2 separate regions of the Mus musculus genome follow, and region 2 is linked to region 1. Evidence: chromatin contacts called from public Hi-C data. All regions are on one chromosome and are shown on one strand. The core of a region is the stretch at or near the end of the contact, and the rest is flanking DNA. Distances in the headings are between cores, read along the strand shown.

Region 1 (3,417 bases), core at 645-3,144:
ACAGTCCCTAAGGCCACAGTTTTTTGAGTAGTAGATATGGGATGGTGTTCAGAGAGTATCTAAAACCCATGGACCCACTTAGTCAACATTATTTGTCAAGAATCTGCTTTGGCAATGAAACTCTAGGGACTGAGAAAGGGAAATAGCGAGCCTGACCCACCCCAACTGTTATGGTTGTGTGGAAGAAAGGTGAAGCAGGAAGCTAGATTTATGCATAGTGACCTGATCACATAGAAACACCTGCTGGGGTGCTGCGACCACAGTGTGGGCTTTTAACAGGCTCTGTGGTATAGTGTTCTCAGAAGGCGAGGACTTTCGGGGAAATTGTAAGTGAGAGGCAGCAAGTCCAAAGGTCCTGGGGTAGAAAGAGCAACGATACTGTGAGACTGCAGTGGTCACTAAGGTCAGAGGCTTAGAATGTGGCCAGAGATGACCACCACCTGACCATATGAGTAGCAGGCTTTTTCTGGTACCCATCATTTCCTTTACCTATGCAATTGTGCCATTTATATTCAAGAGATAACATCTTATGTTGGCCATCCCTCCTCGAGTTATTCCCAAAAGGACATTGTAGAGTCTCCTGAGCAGTTTGCCTCACATGCAGATTGTATCAGGACATCTGATGAGCAGGTCAAGGGTGAGACCCATGGATCCAGGGCTCCACCTTTGCTTTATAAGGGCGAAGTCCACTCCTGTCTACTGAGAAAGCACAACTCTTAACTGTTGGGACTACATAGCAGCAAGCAACAGAGTGACACCCCCCCCCCCCTTGCTAACTGAAGCCAGAAGGGAATTCATTGCTAGGCAACTGGAAGCTAATGGGACAAAGCAGAATCATGGGCAGCCAGACCGGAAACTGCTTCAGGCACCCAGGTTTGCAGGCAAACTCTCTTCTCTTTTTACATGTGATTTTAGTTATAATTGGCAAGTTATTATCCCATGCATTTGGGTTGGGCAATCTCTTCAAGGCAGTCTAGGTTAACTACAATCCAGGCTCTCTACTTGTCTGTGCAGATGATGTATTCCCTTATTAGCACTCTCGGCTAGTTCCTCAGCATCTGCTCAGTGCAGGGCAGCACGCCAGGTCCTGCACTACAGTGATGAACAACATTGTTTCTTTATTAAGCTACACCTCCCTTTCTTTTGTGTTGTTGATCGACATTTTATTAAGCACCTAATATATACAAGATGAATTAGAGAACCACAGAATATTTTTTTGTGTGTGTCTAGGAAGTGCTAATCTGTTTAGAAGAGCATAAAGAAAATATTTTGGAGGGTGTCATGATGCATGTCTCTAATTCCAACCCTCCTGAGACAGAGGCAGGCAAATCTCTGTGAATTCAAGATCCAAGACAACCAGGGATGAATAAAGACACCCTGTCTTGAAAAACCAACACTAAAAATAAAAGCAAACACACACACACACACACACACAGAGAGAGAGAGAGAGAGAGAGAGAGAGAGAGAGAGAGAGAGAGAGAGAGAATGTTCTGACATTTTAAAGGAGTAAAAGATGCTACAACCTTAGCAATTGAGAAGTCTGTCTGGGAAGGTAATGAGACATCTTAGTCACTTTTCCTCACAGTGACTGAGACCTAGTGAGACTGCCTACTAGAAAGATGCCCTCAGCCACCTTCTAAGTTGGAAATCCTGGCTTTGCTCATGAAGCCACTATGTGGCTAGTGAGACATTTTTGGTGAATTACCAAGCCTTTGTCCACACAGACTGGAGTGGACATTTGGATATTTGCCTGTAGCTGGATGACAGACTGGAGTGGACATTTGGACATCTGCCTGTAGCTGGATGACAACAAGGGCAGCAGCACTGGATGATTCCGGTCTCAGCAAGTCCATGACTCACGACAGAGCCAGCCCTCCTCACCCAACCTCTACTTTCTAAAGTTGCATTTATACCACTTTGAGCTGTTCCCACAGGCAGCTATGTGAATGAGGCAAGCTGCACAATACAGGGATGGTGATGGGTTGGGATTTAGTGCACAGGAGTCTCTCAGCATGAAGCTATTTCTATTAGTGTATTTCCCTGCTGTGAGAAAAATCGCAGCAAAAACAACTCAGGAGAAGGCAAAGCTTCTCCTGCAAAGCTCCAAAGCTCCCATCTTTAGACACTTGGGTCTATCTCCATAGAAAGGGCATGGGGGAGTCTTGGCAGCTCACCTCTGATGGCCAGGAAATATAGAGAGAAGGAAGGAGGGAGGGAAGGAAGGAAGGAGGAGGAGAGGGGGGAAGAGAGGAGAGAAAGGCTGGGGGCAGGGTGGGAGAGAATATTTCCAGTTAGAGGGTTCTGTCATCTTGCCCTCTTCCTATGGGAGAGTTCCATCCACACTCAGTGCTGATATTTCTCCAGTTCCCTGTACTTTACTGCTCTCTGGGTACCTCCAAGTCCAATCAGCTGGACAGTCAAGACTAGCTAGAGCAGCGTCTAATGTTAGCCAACTTGAACACACTGCTCTAGATCCTCTTACATTATCTCCTATTCATACTAGTAGAGCTGCCTGGTGCTTTAAATGGGAAATATTTGGCTTCTTTAAGGGGGCTATACCATATGCAATGTAAGAACAGATTCTAAAGTTGGCTATCCTAGATTGAAGCTTGCATTTTATTATTTTTTGAATGGAAAATACATTTGTTTTGCTACAAACCTGTAAGCAGCTTTAGAAACGGGAGAAGCAATGTTTGCAGTAGAGTGAGAAATCAGCAAGGTGCCCAGCAGGACCAAGGTGAAAGTTGACACCACTGGGTAGACAATCAGCAAGAGAGAGAGAGAGAGAGAGAGAGAGAGAGAGAGAGAGAGAGAGAGAGAGAGAGAGAGAAACACCCTGCACATATGCACACACAAAATCAAATAAATAAGAAATGTTATATGGAATAACATTTTCAGGAGATGTCAACCAAAGGCTTCACTGTGCGCACTGTGCTGGAGGTCACCTGTGAATGTCCCCATTCTCTTTCAGCAAAGTAAAGCAGACAGCTGCTGTGCCATGCGTCCTGAAATTTGAGGTTGGCAGCTGATGCCTCTTCTGCAGAGATGCCCTTTTCTCTTTGAAGTCTTTGCCCTTCTTTGCCACGGTGTGATCACTGTGGAAAGCATCCATGGCCCCAGCCTTTGAAGCCATCTTGCTTTGGATGCAGTTCAGAGTCCAGCTCTTTCATGTTTGGACTTCTGGGTTCACCTCCAGCGCCACCTCTACTCTTTATTACCTTGGAAGTCATAGTGCCCATTAGTGTCTTGCTTGTATGAAACAGAAACTCACTTTAGTTGATGGAAATGTGTACAAGATGAGCTCCGGCCAGACTCCAATTGTACAGATACAGCAACAGTGCAAAGAAGCAGGCTGAATCACAGACACATCTCCAGTGACCTGGAGTGGCAAGAGGTAGCCACTGTCTGTAATCAGTC
Region 2 (3,417 bases), core at 493-2,992, 190 kb after region 1:
TCCCAGAAGATAAACTTTAATCTACAAGAAGAGGGGGCGACTTACTGACATATTGCTATGGATTGGGGAGGGGGGTGTCCAATTGTCAATACTATTTTTCTTTTTTTTTCCTGTTTTCTTTTCTTAAAGCACTCTTTTGATGCCCTCCCATAGACTTGCATCAGTACTCTGAGAAAACATCCCATGACTTTCCAATCATATTCTTGCTAGCTATTATATTAAACTGCCTTCTCGTGAGGATTTCAAATTGAAATGATTAAATTAGAGGCAGGAGTGCAGCACACTGGGTTGGATATGAAGAAAGTAGTTGACTGATACATAACACAATGGAACAGAGAACAGCAACAGAGCCAATGGAGGCAGTGAGCAATAGTGTCCCTTTCCTTGAGCAGCTTGGAAGGCAAGGCAAGTATTACTCTCAACATCAATTTTCCCTCTGTAACCAAGAGAATTGTATCCATCACTTTAATACCTTTTCAAGAAAAAGATATATCTTAGGGGCAATATGGATATCTCCCAGAATTTCCAGGTCAGTTCCAACTAAAGCTAAATTAACAAGAAAACCATTTCTTCCTAGTTAAGTAATACTTTTGCTGACATTGTTTTCTTTTCTAGAATATTTCCATGAAAAGCTTTGGAGAAAGGACCCTAACACAGGCACATGGACTTATGCTCACAAATACACCCATGTACCTGCATTTTTTTGGCCTTGTAATTGAAAGTCAGCCTCTGCTTCAAACACGGGCAGAAGGACTTTGGTTCTTCCCTTGAGTATACTGTGTCTTTCTGAGTAGTCAATGGATTCTTAGTGAACCAGTTTCTCATGCATCATCAACTATCCTGAAAATCTATACAATCCCTCACCATATGGCATATAAGAAATTGGTTCAGATGAATGTCTGAGAAGAAATTCCACAGGACCTGGCCTGAAAGAGCATCTGCACATGTGGCAGATGTGGGAGGAAGAGCCTCACATTTAAATCTTCTCTAGACAAACGAGTGTTGTCAGCTTCCTGTGTGCTCAGCGTCAAGTGTTCTCATTTGTAGAATAAGGATAACAGTGATTGTCTTCTCATGGCTGTCATAGGGATGTAGAGAGTTCAGCATTCAGGGGCACAGGGCACAGTGGCTAGCACAAAAGCCAGTAACAATACCCAATCACCATCTCTTTTACAGTTATCAACAATGACAAATTTTCTATGGACTTCATTCACATACTTTACTCCAGGCCCAGAGCAGTCAGTGTTAGGATGGAGACTTTATAGGGTTTAAGCCAGCCTAGGGTCCTCCATTCAGAGGACCTGATATTTAGTTGAATTATAGAGCAAAGTTTAGTGTCAAGTAAAACAGTTCCTCACACTCTCATACTTGACACTAAACTTTGCTCTACACTTCAACTAAAGTTAAGGTCTCCCGGGGGACTCCTAGACTGGCTTACACCCTATAAAGTCTTCCTCCTAACATTGACTGCTGTTTTTTGGAATAGATCATCCAGGTACCTCCTTGCCTTAGAACAAAACTCTGATAGAAGAAATCATCTCCATGTTGCTAATGATGAACTCTGTAACAATTACCATAATGCCCAGTGTGGTGGCAGTGAGACTACAGCGTCCATGGGCTCACATCACTGAGAAAGTCTGAAGAGCAGGTTCCTAAGGAGCTTCTCTAGACGTGTCACCAGCTGAGAGGGGGAATTCCACCTTTTACTTCTTGGGCTTGTGTCTTCTCTCGGGACCAGTAGGGATTTCTCTGAATGGGGAAATGTAGTGGCAGGAATCCAGTGAACCCACAGCAGGAAGCTGAGAGTGTGCATCTTTCGCTGTATGACTCATCAAGTTGCTTCACTTCCAAATCCTGCTTTCTTTTGGTAGAACACATAGACACTACTTTCAGGATTTACTTCCAGACAAATAGACCTTTTAAGAATCTAATGAACTCTCTCCCTTCTTTCCTTCCTCCCTCTCTTAACAAATGTTTATTGACTATTTACCACAAACTAAAATAACTAGATTCTCAGTAATAAAGATGTACAAAACAGGATCCATGTTCTTGTGTACTGCTCTCAGTCTAGTGCAAGAGAAAAGCAAAACACATTTTCACAATCAGTAGGTTATACTCAGACAGGGACAGGGCAATAGATGTCATGGAGCTGCATGGTGGACTGGAGTGTGGCCATGGCAGAGATGTGGTTTTTAGCCTGGATGATCAAAAAAGAGCTCTCAGATAGGGATACATTTGAGCTGAGACCTGAACAAAGGCAGAAAGCTGGACATGGAAGGTTCAAGGGCATCGGATGTTTTGAGAGTGGGTGTATTATTTTCTAGGAAAAGAAAGAAAAAAAAAAAAACACTGGGTGTGACTATAGCAAAGAAATAGGCAAAATAATTCAGAATTTTCTTGTGAGCTATGTTAAATGGTTTTGGGTACAACCCTGAATGATAGAGGACATCTAGGCCTTTGAAACTTTACAAAAGCATTTGGATTTTGAAAATCAACTTTATTAACAATGCTTACCATTTAATTTAGAATTACAGTATTTTACATATTAATCATTAATAGGATCTCTAGTCATGAATTACACTGTTCCCATAAACATACCTGGCCCTAATGGAAAGACATTGAGAGGCTGGTACATCTCTTTCTTTAGAGAACGTGAGAGGCTTCAATGATGAAGAAAGGGGCTTTGGATGATGTAATGGTGCTAGAGCACATAGGACTCTGGGTTTGAGTCTCAGCTCCAAAGCAAATGAGCAAACAAAAGAGACACGGCATTTGTCATAGGCAAATGGCTAATAGAGATTATTTCCATAGCCCTTCAAGTTGATGGAAATTTTTCAAAAATATAACTTTACAATGGGTAGAAAATGAAAGCCAACACCCTGTGTCTTAGGGTTGGAAGTGCACTGGTGTTTTGGAAATAACATGTCATTGACTAGACTGGTGCTTGACTCTTGTCCCCATGTGAACCCTGGGATTAGAGTAAATGTGGCTAATAGTGGTTCGGTGAAGGATTGCAATGAAATACCACAAATGTGAACTCTTTAAAATATAGTTCTTATTTCCAGTGTACATCAGTCATCAAAGTGACAAAGGTTTTAAGCATTTTGGGGACTTAGAAACTTTCTGACAATCTGATATATCAATAATAACATGGCATCAATCTGAGAAATTAGTATGAAATATTCAAAATATTCACCGATGAATCATTTGTGGAACTGTTATATAATCTTCATTATGTAGCTCTCTGAAGAACACCCTTACAACATGATAATCATCGTGAAATATCATGAAATACATCATATTTATACATATCCATATAGCTTAAAATATGATAATACATCTTTCTTTAAAAGTAAGGTATGTTTTGATCATATCATTATGTAATAAAAGTATATAGGCTGAGATAGCTCAGTTAGT

What was found. A called contact is a pair of places that touch in the nucleus more often than the background predicts.
Region 2: a Hi-C map of adipose-derived mesenchymal stem cells shows a contact between it and region 1, with 2.2 times the contacts expected there. The contact joins two enhancer-like sites. A contact is called at or near these places in 6 of 484 Hi-C or Micro-C datasets (the MC38 cell line, adipose-derived mesenchymal stem cells, cortical neurons and 3 more) and 1 of 115 datasets of contacts at active chromatin or transcription factors (bone marrow-derived dendritic cells).

Annotation. Positions count from the first base shown.
Region 1 is chr14:13,356,452-13,359,868 of GRCm38.p6, forward strand. It overlaps a transcript of Synpr not described here. Among named protein-coding and RNA genes, the nearest start is that of Gm5087, 74 kb to the left of the region's middle. Within about 2 kb of position 1,895, at least 19 of the 459 cell types and tissues checked have an H3K27ac peak or open chromatin away from gene starts, as enhancers often do. A contact at or near this core is called in adipose-derived mesenchymal stem cells, where this site is marked.
Region 2 is chr14:13,549,604-13,553,020 of GRCm38.p6, forward strand. All of the region lies in intron 2 of Synpr (synaptoporin), which reads left to right. Among named protein-coding and RNA genes, the nearest start is that of Synpr, 97 kb to the left of the region's middle. Within about 2 kb of position 1,743, at least 29 of the 459 cell types and tissues checked have an H3K27ac peak or open chromatin away from gene starts, as enhancers often do. A contact at or near this core is called in adipose-derived mesenchymal stem cells, where this site is marked.